Linked DNA regions of Sus scrofa: all the other regions are linked to region 3. Evidence: chromatin contacts called from public Hi-C data. All regions are on one chromosome and are shown on one strand. The core of a region is the stretch at or near the end of the contact, and the rest is flanking DNA. Distances in the headings are between cores, read along the strand shown.

What was found. A called contact is a pair of places that touch in the nucleus more often than the background predicts.
Region 1: a Hi-C map of liver shows a contact between it and region 3, with 13 times the contacts expected there. The contact joins the promoter of TTLL9 here to the promoter of TPX2 in region 3. A contact is called at or near these places in 3 of 47 Hi-C or Micro-C datasets (heart right ventricle, liver and skeletal muscle).
Region 2: a contact with region 3 is called in a Hi-C map of fetal liver, with 1.9 times the contacts expected there. The contact joins the enhancer-like site here to the promoter of TPX2 in region 3. A contact is called at or near these places in 8 of 47 Hi-C or Micro-C datasets (alveolar macrophages, blood, embryonic fibroblasts and 4 more) and 2 of 2 datasets of contacts at active chromatin or transcription factors (alveolar macrophages and skeletal muscle).

Annotation. Positions count from the first base shown.
Region 1 is chr17:35,556,368-35,560,479 of Sscrofa11.1, reverse strand. It overlaps TTLL9 (probable tubulin polyglutamylase TTLL9), which reads right to left and starts at 2,107. Exons shown (of 15, transcript XM_003483936.4): 1 at 1,884-2,107. The coding sequence starts at 1,898.
Region 2 is chr17:35,363,255-35,367,599 of Sscrofa11.1, reverse strand. It overlaps a transcript of BCL2L1 not described here. Among named protein-coding and RNA genes, the nearest start is that of BCL2L1, 49 kb to the left of the region's middle. Within about 2 kb of position 2,204, at least 35 of the 83 cell types and tissues checked have an H3K27ac peak or open chromatin away from gene starts, as enhancers often do. A contact at or near this core is called in alveolar macrophages, fetal liver, liver and 2 more, where this site is marked.
Region 3 is chr17:35,428,695-35,432,786 of Sscrofa11.1, reverse strand. It overlaps TPX2 (targeting protein for Xklp2), which reads right to left and starts at 1,516. Exons shown (of 19, transcript XM_021078098.1): 1 at 1,364-1,516; 2 at 794-931.

The DNA.
Region 1 (4,112 bases), core at 858-3,357, 130 kb before region 3:
CTCCATCTGTGATTTAGATAGGCCATCTTAGGAATCTGCCTACTATATAATCCTACCCCCCAAAGAGCCAGTGGAAGGGGATAGAGGACACAGCTTTACCAAACTGGCAGAACTAAGTGCCCCCCCCCCAAAAAAAAGCAGCTGAATTTTTTTTTTCTTGGTCTTTTTGCCATTTTCTTGGGCTGCCCCCTCGGCATATGGAGGTTCCCAGGCTAGGGGTCCAATCAGAGCTGTAGCCACTGGTCCACGCCAGAGCCACAGCAACGCGGGATCTGAGCCACATCTGCGACCTACACCAGAGCTCATGGCAATGCTGGATCCTTAACCCACTGAGCAAGGCCAGGGATTGAACCTGCAACTTCATGGTTCCTAGTTGGATTCATTAACCACTGAGCCATGACAGGAACTCCAGCAAGTGAAATTTTATCCCTTTTGTCCATTCAACCCCTCTAACTCCTCCAGCATTATCCAAGTAAAATATTTTTTATTTGCTCATATTTATGTATGTTTATTCAGTTGCTCCAGGGTCTTTATTTGAAAGACTTTCCCTTTTCTCACTGAAGTCTTTGGGCTCTTCTGACAAAATTCAATTGCCTATGTATAGGTGGATCTATCTCTAGACTCTATTCTGTTCTATTGACTTATTTGTCTACTCTTAGGTCACTATCACGCTGTCTTAATTAGCTTTCTAGTAAATCTTGAAATCAGGTAGTACAAGTCCTCCAACTTTTTTTTTTTCAAGATTGTCTTTGCAATTTGAGGTCCTCTGACTTCAATATAAATGTTAGAATCAGCTTGCTAATTTCTACCCAAAAAAGCATATTGATATTTTTATTGGGATTGTATTGGATGTACAGATCATTTGGGGAAGAAGTAACATCATAAATTATTGTATTCATCATTCTATGAATATGGTCTATCTCTTTATTAATTTGTCTTTAATTTATTCCCATAATGTTTTCTAGTTTTCAGTACAGAAGTCTTAAACTTTTAAAATTAGATTTATTCATAGGTATGGGGTTTTTTTTTTGTGATCCTATTGTAAGTTTTTACATTTTCATTTTCCAATTATGTGATGATGGTATATTGTGGTAAACAGAATAATGCTCCTCAAAATGTGCCCATGTTCAAATCTATAAATATGTTATATTACAGGGCAAAGGGAAATTAAGGTTGTAGATGGAATTAAAGTTGTGAAGCACCTGACTTTAAAACAGCGATTATCCTGTATTAACTGGATGGACCCAATGTAATCACTCATCTTTTGCTGAGTGATTACCCTCGGGAGGGAATTAAAGAAATGGAGGTGGAACACGTGTTAAGAAGCAGGCTGAGGTGGGAGACCTGGATTCTAGAGTCATTCATTCCTCTCTCTGCGTCTAATCTTTTCCACTTTTGAAATGGGGACACGGATGGGCCTGTGCACTCCTAGAGGGCTGGGGCTTGTCAGATTCACCTCTGCGTCCCCATTGGGCAGCACTCTGGGCTCTCCTGGAAAAAGACACTAATTAGCATTTGGGAGATGGATGAGCCAGCAGCAAGAAGACTGTGGGGTGACTAGATCTGACTAGATCTCTAAGAGCTTTTCCAGGTCAGGAAATCAGAAATTCTGAGCGTCCCTCAGGGTCACGAAAATCGCCGAGTACAGTTTAGAATCCTAGAGTTACGTAAATTTCCCGCCAGCAAACTGGGTTCCTTGGACTAGCGCGGAAACTCCGGCGTCGCGCGGCATGCCGGGACTTGTAGTCTTTTCTCTCATTTCATCATTTTCTTCTCATTCTAACCGGAATCCCTCCTCGAAGGACTCCTCAACTTCTGAACCCTCTGCGTTTTCCCTCCCTCTCTAGGGGCGATGAAACATCTGGATCTAGGGGCACTCTTACCTTAGGTCGCGACATGATACGATTCCTCAGGGCCGGCTCCAAACCGCCACTGACTCCGGCTCGAGCCTGTGCGTCTCGTTGCCAAGGTGACGGAGTGACGCTCTGCCGCTCTGTTTGGATGAGGCAAGGGCACTCCTTCCCGCGCAGCAAACAGAGCCAAGCCGATCGTAGCCGATCGTAGCCGGTGCTGGCCGATGTGGCCGAGACCTTTCTACTCCCTCAACCTTTCTTTCCCAGCCCCATGCTTCCGCGCCCCTGGGGCACACCAGGCCAGAGACTGACTGCCAGCCGTGGGCACTCACTGCCTAGCGCCTCCTCTGGCTGCACCTAATAGCGCTGCATCTGAAAAGTTGTCAGCTTCTGACCAGTGCATGGATCTAAGTTTCCTTACACGGTCCTTCACTAAATTACCTGCTCAATTCGTCACATGACCAGTCATTTCTGGTCCCTTTCAATCACTCTTTAATTCTTAGGCACCAACTCTATGCCAGGACTCACCTCAACGCTGTCTACTAGTGCCCACTCTTCCCTAACCATTTGATTCATTCTCTCCCCTGCATATAACCCCAAGTGGCAATTTATTCGTTATTGCACCCTGTATTGGCTCTTTGTCCTTCCGTGCCTTGATTCCACTCTGCCAGGGGAGATAACTATTAAAAATTAGAAACTATTTAAAATTTTTTGTTGTTTCGTAGCAACAAAAATATGTTATGTAGGAATATGTCTAACAAAATATATACATGACATTTCATTAAACAACAAATTTTTATTAAGCATCTGCTCTATGTCCTGTGCCATTCTTGACTCCGATGCTATAGCAGTGAACAAAACCAACAAATATTGTGGAGTCTATATTCTCATAGAGAAAATTACAAAATATTATTGAAGAACATTAAAGAAGACATGAATAAGTGGAGGGATATACCATGTACATGGATAGAAAGACTTGAGGTATCATATAGACATGTATTTTTCCAAATCCAATTAGGATTATTGAGAGCCCTTGTCAAACCAAAACAACAAAGTGTATGTTTTGAGGAAGAGAGATATTTCTTTGTATATCAATCCCATTATGGTGCATGGAGAGGCAAATACTAATGTAATACAATAGGGATCCTAGAAACAAACACAGGGGTGTGTATATGCATGTGTGTGTGAGAGAGAAAGAGAATCTAGTGTACAGTAGAGAGGTAGAGGCATCATAAATCAGTAGCAAAAGGATGAAGAACTCAATAAATGACCCTGAGAAACTGATTTTCCATAGGAGTAAAAAATAGATAACCAATTCTAGTGGATTAAAGAATAAATATAGCAGAGTTCCTGTTGTGGCTCAGCGGTAATGAATGTGACTAGTATCCATGAGGATGCTGATTCCATCCCTGGCCCCGTTCAGTGGGTTAAGGATCCAGCACTGCTGCAAGCTGCAGTGTAGGCAGAAGACATGGCTCAGATTTGGCATTACTATGGCCTGGCATAGTCCAGCAGCTGTAACTCCTATTCGACTCCTAGCCTGGGAATCTCCATATGCCATGTAGCCCTAAAAAGACAAAAAAAAAGAAAAAAGAAAGAAAGAAAAGAAAAGAAAAAGAAAATTAATATGGCAAACAAATATTTCAGTTAAGAGCGCCAACTCCCAAGCAGTTGAAAAACCAACCATAACTTTACAGTCAGCCCTTCCTATCTGTATTCCCCTCATCCTTGGACTCAACCAACCTCCAACTGTGTAGTACTGTAGTATATATTTATTGAAAAAAAAAAAATCCTGGCGTTCCCTAGTGACCTGGTGGTTAAGGATCTGGCATTTTCACTGCTGTGGCTCCGGTCACTGCTGTGGCTCCGGTCACTGCTGTGATACAGGTTCCATCCTTGACCTGGGAACTTCTTCAGCAATAGCCAAAAAGAAAAAAGAAAAAAAATTCACACATAAGTGGATCTGCTCAGTTCAAACTCATGTTATTCAAGGGTCAACTGCATATACATTTTTTTTCTTTTTAAGGCCGCACCGGCAGCATATCAAAGTTCCCAGGCTAGGGGTCAAATCTGAGCTGCAGCTGCTGACCTACACCAGATCTGAACTGCATCTGTGACCTATGCTGCACACTCCTATGTGGGGCTCTTAATCTACTGAACCACAACGAGAACTCCATATGTATATCTCATGGTGGTGAAGGGTTTCTTTATAAAGCATTTACTCAGAAGGGAAAACTGATCTGTGGCTCTCTCAAAATT
Region 2 (4,345 bases), core at 955-3,454, 66 kb after region 3:
CCACCATTGCCACCAGGAGAACCACTACGTGCAGCCCACCGCTACCCACCCCTCACAGGGTTGGGCCTAACCTGGTCCCCTGCAGTTAGTTTCTAGAATCTACCATGCTTCTGTGAGAGCCGCCTTCCCCAACACCTCAGTTCTCCTGGCCTCAAAACCCACAAAGTTTCCCCCAAATCTGCCCCATGGAAGCTGGCAGGTGCCAGGGTGGTGGAGGGATTGTGGCAGGGGCCAGAATTCCCTGCCTAATAGGTGGAGCCCCTCCCCCAGCCTCCCAGAGAATGCTCTCCTGCCCAGGACACAGAGAGCTTTCTGACCCTTTTCCCCAGAAAAAGAGACTAGATTGCCTTCGTTTTGATGTTTGTGGCCTCAGAATTGATCATTTCCTGTCTTCCCCCTCCCGGACCTGGGCTCCCCTTCCTTTCATGCCCACCCTCCAAGAGCTACTTAGGGCCACTTCTGACTAATTACGGATTCAGGCTGCTTGGGAGAAAGTAAAAAGGACCAGGACCCTCTCCCCACCTCTGGCCTGGCCAAAGTCCCTACCCCCAAATCCCAGTGTCCACTAGAGGCCTCTGGCTAGAGGTCAGCCCCACCTGGGATGGAGGGGGCTGTAGCTGCAGGAAGCACCCCACGCCAAAGCTCGGGTGGCCCTCGCGGTTTAGCACCACCTCCGCTCCCTTCCCCTTCCTCTTCCCCAGCTCCCATGACCATGACTGAGGGACCAACTGGGCCCTAGACAGGTGCCCCAGAGCTGTTTATGGCCTCAGCTGCCTCACTTCCTGCAAGGAGATCAGCCTGTGGCATCTTTGCCTTGGGCTGCTGCCCATGGGGGTCAGGAGCCTCAGCCAGAGGTGAGGGGAGCTACAGGGAGCAGCTGTGGGAGCCCTAGGGTCTTCCCTACCTCAGGCAAGAAGGGCAGGAAGGAGAGCCTCATGCTGCCGTGAAGGGAGGGCTGCTGGAGGGGCCAGACCTGCCTGCCTGGCCCAAACGATTTGTGCACCACCCTCGTTCAGCCTGGGCAGCCGGGCTGCCGAGGTCAGAGTGGCCTGGCCAGGAGCTCTTCAGGCCTCCTTCTCTCCTCTGCTCCACCCATGGCCTGTCTCATCCCTGGGGGTCCCGGCCTAGCCCCGGCCACCCCGGGCTCTCTGCTGTACATATTTGAGACTAGTTTTTATTCCTTGTGAAGATGATATACTATTTTTGTTAAGCGTGTCTGTATTTATGTGTGAGGAGCTGCTGGCTTGCTGTGCGTGTGCACGTGGAGAGCTGGTGCCCGGAGGTCAAACAGCCTGATGCTCCCTCCCCTGCCCTGGTCCGGGGAAGCCAGCCGGGGGTCCTGGCTCCTGAGGGACACCTGTCCCTCCCCCAACCCCCACCCCACACTTGTTCCAGCTCTTTGAAATAGTCTGTGTGAAGGTGAAAGTGCAGTTCAGTAATAAACTGTGTTGATTCAGTGAACAAAGGGCCCAGGCTTCAGTGTGCTGCGGGACGGGGCCAGCGGGGGGGTGGGGGTGGGGGCTGCTTGGCTGGCAGAGAGGCTGCCAGGGAGGGCAGTGGGGACAGCCAGATGAATATAAGGATGGTGCCAGCTGTTGCAGGGCAGAGGAGGCAACAGGGTGACCCTGAGGAATCATGGCAAGACATAAAGGACCTAATGGGGAAGGAGGTAAGAAGGGGTCAGATTTGAGATAACGTTTTAAAGATAATGCCCCAAGACTGGCTGCTGGATCAGTGAGAGCGCTAGAGAGGTGATTTGAGATTTGGGAATAGGGGTATGATTATAATTACAAAGCGAAGCACATGTCTGAGACCAGTACAACCCAAAAGGCTCGTAACGAGTGTCCAACAGCATTTCACACAGAACCTGAGCTTGTCTGGGATTCAGGGAGGGCTCCCTGGAGGAAGTGACATCAGAGCCAGGGCCTGAACAGGCAGGCTATAAGAATTATCCCAAAGAAGCAGGGAGGCAAGAGTGGCTCTGTTGAAGCAAATGCACAGGAAGAGCAAAGAGTTTTCTTCAGGTTGAAGAAAAGTCGGTGTGTCTGTGGGCTCCTGGGTCAATATGGTGCCAGAGGTGGATTGAGGGGGACCGAACTTGATCTTGAGGGCAGGGAGAGCCAGAGGAAGGTTGTCAGGGAGTGATATACCCCTTATGGCCCCCAAAGCGCCCTCTGGCTGCTGTGTGAAGAAGGTTCTCAAAGGGGAGCAGAGTGGAGAAGCCATGGTTTGGTTAATGCTCCAGTTCTGAGGGTGGACAGGCCAGGTGTGTATCCTGAGTCAGCATTCCTGGTCTTTGGGCAAGTTACCTAGCCTCTCTATGCCCTAGCTTTCCCATCTATGAAATGGGTAGGACGGTAGTGCCCATCTCAAGCAGTTGTCATCAAGATTGAATGAGATAACCTAGCAAAGTTTGGGGGTGCTGGAAGTTGAGGGGGCAGCAGCGATGACCCCACCATCAAGCGGACTCCTAGGAGGAGGAAGGAGGTGCTCCTCATGGAGTTCACGTGGCTGTGGCCAGAGGTCAGGGAGGGGTCTGGGAAAGGGAGCAGAACTCCAGCTAAGGGGGCGGGCCTGGGGGGCAGGACCTGCCTCAGGCTCTCCGCCCCACCACCCTTAAGGACCGAGCTTGACTGCCCCCTGGTGGCCGATGGTTGCCACCTAAAAGCCACTCCCAACCCAGATTCCCTCCCAGAGTGCCCACGACCTCTGTCTGGCCAGATTTCCGTGGTGTCCTCCCCTCCATCCTCTGCCATGTTCACCGGAAGGACGTCTACACTTCCAACTCATGGGTACCAGATTCAGAACTTGCCAAGGGGAGGTCCCGTCATGGCCCAGCGGAGACGAATCTGACCAGGAACCATGAGGCTGCGGGTTCGATCCCTGGCCTCTCTCAGTTAAGGATCCAGCGTTGTCATAACTGTGGCAGATTCCACTCGGATCCAGCGTTGCTGTGGCTGTGGCGTAGGCTGGCAGCTGTAGCTCCGATTAGACCCCTAGCCTGGGAACCTCCACATGCCGCAGATGCGGCCCTAAAAAAAAGAACTTGTCACGGCTCTCCTGGGGCTCAGGGTCACCATTCCCCTTGGTTCAAGACCAAAGCCTCCAGCCTCCTGCTACCCTTAGGCCCACAATGCGTCCCTGACCCCTGTCCCTTAACCTAGCCACTCAAGGTCCCCTCCCCAGATTCTTAATATCCACCCTTCTAGAAACTTCTTTATACAAAGGCTAATACATAAATATAAATATATTCTCGGAGTTTCCATTGTGGCTGAGCAGGTTAAGAACCCAACTATGTGGGGTGGGAGTTTAATCCCTGGCTTTGCTCAGTGGGTTAAGGATCCAGCATTACCGTGCACTGTGGTGTAGGTCACAGACTCGGCTCAGATCCGCATTGCTGTGGCTGTGGCTGTGGCTGTGACTCTGGCTGTGGCGTGGGCCAGCAGCTGCATCTCGGATTTGACCCCTAGCCTGGGAACTTCCATATGCCACTGGTGCGGCCCTGAAAAGACAAAATATATATATATTCTGATCCTTTTTTTTTACACAAATGGTAATATACATACTGTGCCTTGCTTTTTCCACCTTAATAGTGAATCTTAGAGAAGTTTCCATGGTCATACACAAACCCTGGGTACTCATCATAGAGCTTCAACAATTAACTTATGGCAGATTCATTCTTTTCCTATTTTTATCTTTTGTCTTTTTTTTAGGGCTGCACCTGCAGCATGTGGAAGTTCCCAGGCTAGGGGTCGAATTGGAACTGTAGCTGCAGGCCTTCACCACAGCCACAGCAGTACCAGATCCAAGCTGCATTTGCAGCTTGCAACACTGCTGGATCCTTAATCCACTGAGTGAGGCCAGGGATCAAACTTGCATCCACATGGATACTAGTTGGGTTCTTAACCTGCTAAGCCACAATAGGACCTCCCTTGAGTATTTTAAAATAATCAAGGAGTTCCCTGGTGGCTCAGTGAGTTAAAGATTGGCATTATCACTGCTGTGGCTCAGGTTTGATCCCTGGCCCGGGAGCTTCCACATGCCATGGGTAAGGCCAAAAATTTTTTAATTAATTAATTAATCAGTCATGAGTTCCGGAACATAGAAAATGACCTAAAGCTTTCAAATCCTTTTTTTTTAGCCATAACCACGGCATGTAAAAGTTCTGGGGCCAGGGATCAAACCTACACTGTAGTTGGTACTTGCACCATAGCTATAGCAACCGCCAGATCCTTAGCCCGCCTGTACCACATGGGAACTTCCTCAAACTTTTTTTTTTTTTGATAAAATTATATAATGGTTATGAAAACCGTGCAAGGCTGCATAGCACAGAGGAAGAGAGGAA
Region 3 (4,092 bases), core at 267-2,766:
AAAATATCCTTAGTAACACAGAAAATAGTTCAAATGTTGACATCTGATGAGTGAGACAAATTCAAAGACAGGCCATAGGATGGCAAGATAAGGTAAGGCTGAACCAGGGAGAAATCCAAGCAATGATCTTAAAGCAAAATCAGAGAGTTCCTGTTATGGCCCAGGAGTAACAAACCCAAGTAGTATCCATGAGGGTATGGGTTTGATTCCTGGCCTTGCTCAGTGAGTAAGGATACAGCATTGCCATGAACTGCGGCATAGGCCAGGAGCTTACAGCTCCTATTTGACCCCCTAGCCTGGGAACTTCCATATGCCCCTCGTTTGGCCCTAAAAAGACAAAATAATAATAAGTTTAAAAAATAAATAAATAAATAAAGCGAAATCAGTAGAGCACTCAGATGCTGTCTTGTCCCAAGCAGGACTGATTGGCAGGAAATGCTTGGTACTTGAATATTAGAAAGTCGTGAGAAAAGAAACCATGTATCTAGAAACCAGGGAAGGGTTCCAACTGTGGCACATATGCTGCCGGGGGCGAACAAAAGGAAAAAAAGAGAACAGGAGAAAAAAAACAATCCCACAATATTATAGCCTGGTTCACTTTTCCTTCCCTCTTCAATCTCTACATGTTTTAGGATAGGAAATTAGAAAGGCAATAGTAACTAGTGGTTCCACACAAAGAGGAAGGGCTGGGCAGACAGGGATAAAACAATGAATTTTAAATCCCCCAACAGAAAGACAACTCCAAGTGGAATTAAACTTGCCCTCAATTATGTTCTCACACCACCTCATTTACCTTTCCAACTTACACAGTTGTTCTGAAATGCAGTTGTCTGTGGCTGTTTTCCTCCGCTAAATGCCTTCTTGAGGGCGGGGCTACAGTTTATCACCCTTTTCTCAAAATGTTTCTAGATTACAGGCCTCAGTTTACTCCCTATAAAAGAAGGATAAGAATAGCACTAACTTCACCGGCTTTGGGTGAAAATTAAATGAGAAAACAGTGCTTAGTCCAATAAACGCCTGTTTCATGTGTGCTGGGTAATATAATTGTCGTTACCGTTATCCTTAGCCCATAGTCTCCCCCAACTCCTCCTTCCACCTATTTCCCAAGCCGGCCTCTGCCTCTACCTGAAGACACAGCTCGCTAGACCCGATCCGGACGGACTTCACGGGGAAATCCTATTACCAAGAGAAGGGTGGCCGGAAGCCCGGCTCCCGCTACGCAGGACAGAACGGCGCCCCTGCAGCACACTTTCCCAGAAGCCAGGCCCTCAAGGCAGCGCTGGGAGGCGACCTCCAGAAGCTCGAAATCAGGGAGAAGCCTGCCCTGAGCCCTGGGTGCTCCCCTTTTCTCCCCACGGCTCACCTCACCTCGGCGCTGACAACCGACCGCCCAGAAAACCCGCCGCGGGATTCATTCAGTACCGTTGAAAATTTGAACCCAGACTCTCCAGTCAAACGCACCAATCAGAGAGCCAGGATCCGGCTAGCCCAGCCTCCCGATTGGCCCGAGAGATCTCAGCGGCGCCGGAAGTCAGCCTGAGGGACGAGCAAACAACCGGCCCCAGAGGCTTCTGGGAAATGTAGTACAAGAGCCTGAGTCGGTAGGGATAATTCCAAAGAAGAAATTACTACAAAGCCCAGAATGCTTCGCTCCAAACTCTTTGGGAAAGATGGTACTACCAACTGAAGAGGTGGAGGTCGAATTTAGGTAACAGAACGGCGTGCGTCCTGGACCTCCCCAAAACATTCACGGAAGAGAATTTCTCATTTTTTTTTATTATTCTCCCTGTAGTTATGCATAGTGCTTTGAATATTCACGAGAATTCACTTCGTTTTAACATCGAGTCCTCTGCATGCAATATAGACTCGCCCCCGGAGTCTCTGCCAAGTGTGGAGTCTCTCGAACTCTTTATCCAGTCCACGCCCTGATATTACTGGCTAAAGCGGTGATTTGGCGGTGCTTGGTCCTCCCCTTTTAATTCCATCTACATCCTTAGCTTTTTTACTGTCGTATTGTAGAAGAGAAAACAAAGGCCCAGAGAAGTTGAATAAACATCAAAAGTCATATTTTTTAAGTGGAGGAGATGGGATTTGAATTAAGAATGTCTGGTCCTATACATCATCAGTAGTCAATTAGAGGATAATAGCAAGGACAGAACAAGAAGATGAACGTTCGTAATAACAAAAGCAGTTTCCTCTGTAGTGCAGTGGGATCATTGGTCTCTTGAGAGCGCTGGGACTGATATTGGATCCCCGGTTGGGCACAGTGGGTTCAGGGTCAGGAATTGTGATTTTGCCGCAAGTGCTGCTTTGGCTAGGATCTTATTCCTGGCCAGGCAACTCCATTTGCCGCGTGGGAGGCCAAAATAAACACATATAACAAGAAAGGCTACAAAGTTTTGAAAAATATACCTAAGATCTTCACAGTAGATTTTTCTAAAGGGAAAACTTCGTTGAGTAACTATAAAAATAATTAAATAAGGGTATATACCTTATTAATAGATGGGGATATATATAATACTGTAAATTTTCCATGTTAAAAGTTCAAGGCACAAAGTTTCTTGGTGGCCTAGTGGTTAAGGATTCCACGTTCTCATTGCTGTGTCTGGGGTGGATCCCTGGCCTGGGAATTTCCTCATGCCCTGGGCACACCCCCCGACCCCCAAAAAAGTTCAAGGCAATTCCAATGAAAATCCTGATAGGTTTTGTCATGGAATTTGCCAAGTTGATTCTAAAATTCATGTGGAAGAGAAAGAGCATCTGAATTTTGAAAACATAATAGAAATTGCCATACCAGATCTCATAAATATTAATATATGAGATTATAGTAATTTTTAAAGTATTGCTGTTCCCACAGTGGCACAGCAGGTTAAAGATCCTGCTTGTCTCTGGGGTGTGGGGACTCCATTACAAGCCCCCCAGCCCAGCCCAGTGGGTTAAGGATCCAGCATTGCTGCAGCTATGGCAAATCATAGCTGAGGTTTGGGTTCAATCCCTGGCCTGGGAACTTCCATGTGCCATTGGTGCTGGAAAAAAAAAAAAAAAAAGTCTTATTAATTGACTCCACGGGGATTCAATCAGCAAAATCCAGATGGGAAAATTTGACAGGAAAAAAAGATCTAGTTTCTTCAAGACATAAACATCAGGAGTTCCCTGCTGGCTCAGCCATATATCCCAAGTTATCACTGCTGAGGTGCTGGTTACTGCTGTGGTGAGAGTTTGATCCCTGGCCCTGGAACTTCCAAATGACACAGGTGGGACCAAAAAAAATAGAAACAGAAAAAGAAAGAAAGGGAAGGAGGGAGTTCCAAGGAAAACAAAAAATTTTAAAACCCCTGCAAGAGTGGGGGGGGTGCTTTTATTTTTTAACACTCCTTATTTTTTAGAGACACATATAGAAATGATGAGGATGAAGTGTGTCTGGAATGTGCTTCAAAATTATCTGGAGTATGCTGGAAGGAAAGTAGATGGGAGTATAGATGAGACAAGATTAGCCACAAATTAATAATTATTAAAACTGAGTGACAGCAAGTTCCTGTTGTGGCTCAGTGGGTTGCAAATATGACATAGTATCCATGAGGATCCAGGTTCAATCTGTGGCCTTGCTCAATGGGTTAAGGATCCAGCATTGCTGTGGGCTGTGGTGTAGGTCACAACTTGGCTCAGGTCCTGCATTGCTGAGACTATGGCATAGGCTGGCAGCTGCAGGTCGGATTCCACCCCTAACCTGGGAACTTCCATATGCTATAGGTGCAACTATAAAAAAAGCAAAAACAAAAACAACAACAACAAAACACACAAGCAACAGGTTCATGATACATATAGACATACACATACATATATTTGTTTGAAATTTTCCACAGTTCTTTTTTAGGCAGGGTATTGCCATAGAAAAAAATTTAACAAAAAAAAAATCAGTAGAAGAATTTAAGCATCCAGAAATAGACCCATGTATATCAGAATTTAGTAAATGTTGAGTAGAATTTCAAATCATATGGAGACAAACAGATAATGGAGTTGGGATATTTTTTTCATTTGGGCAAAATATTATGTTAAATTTTTATTCAATACCATTTACAAAAACAAATTTCA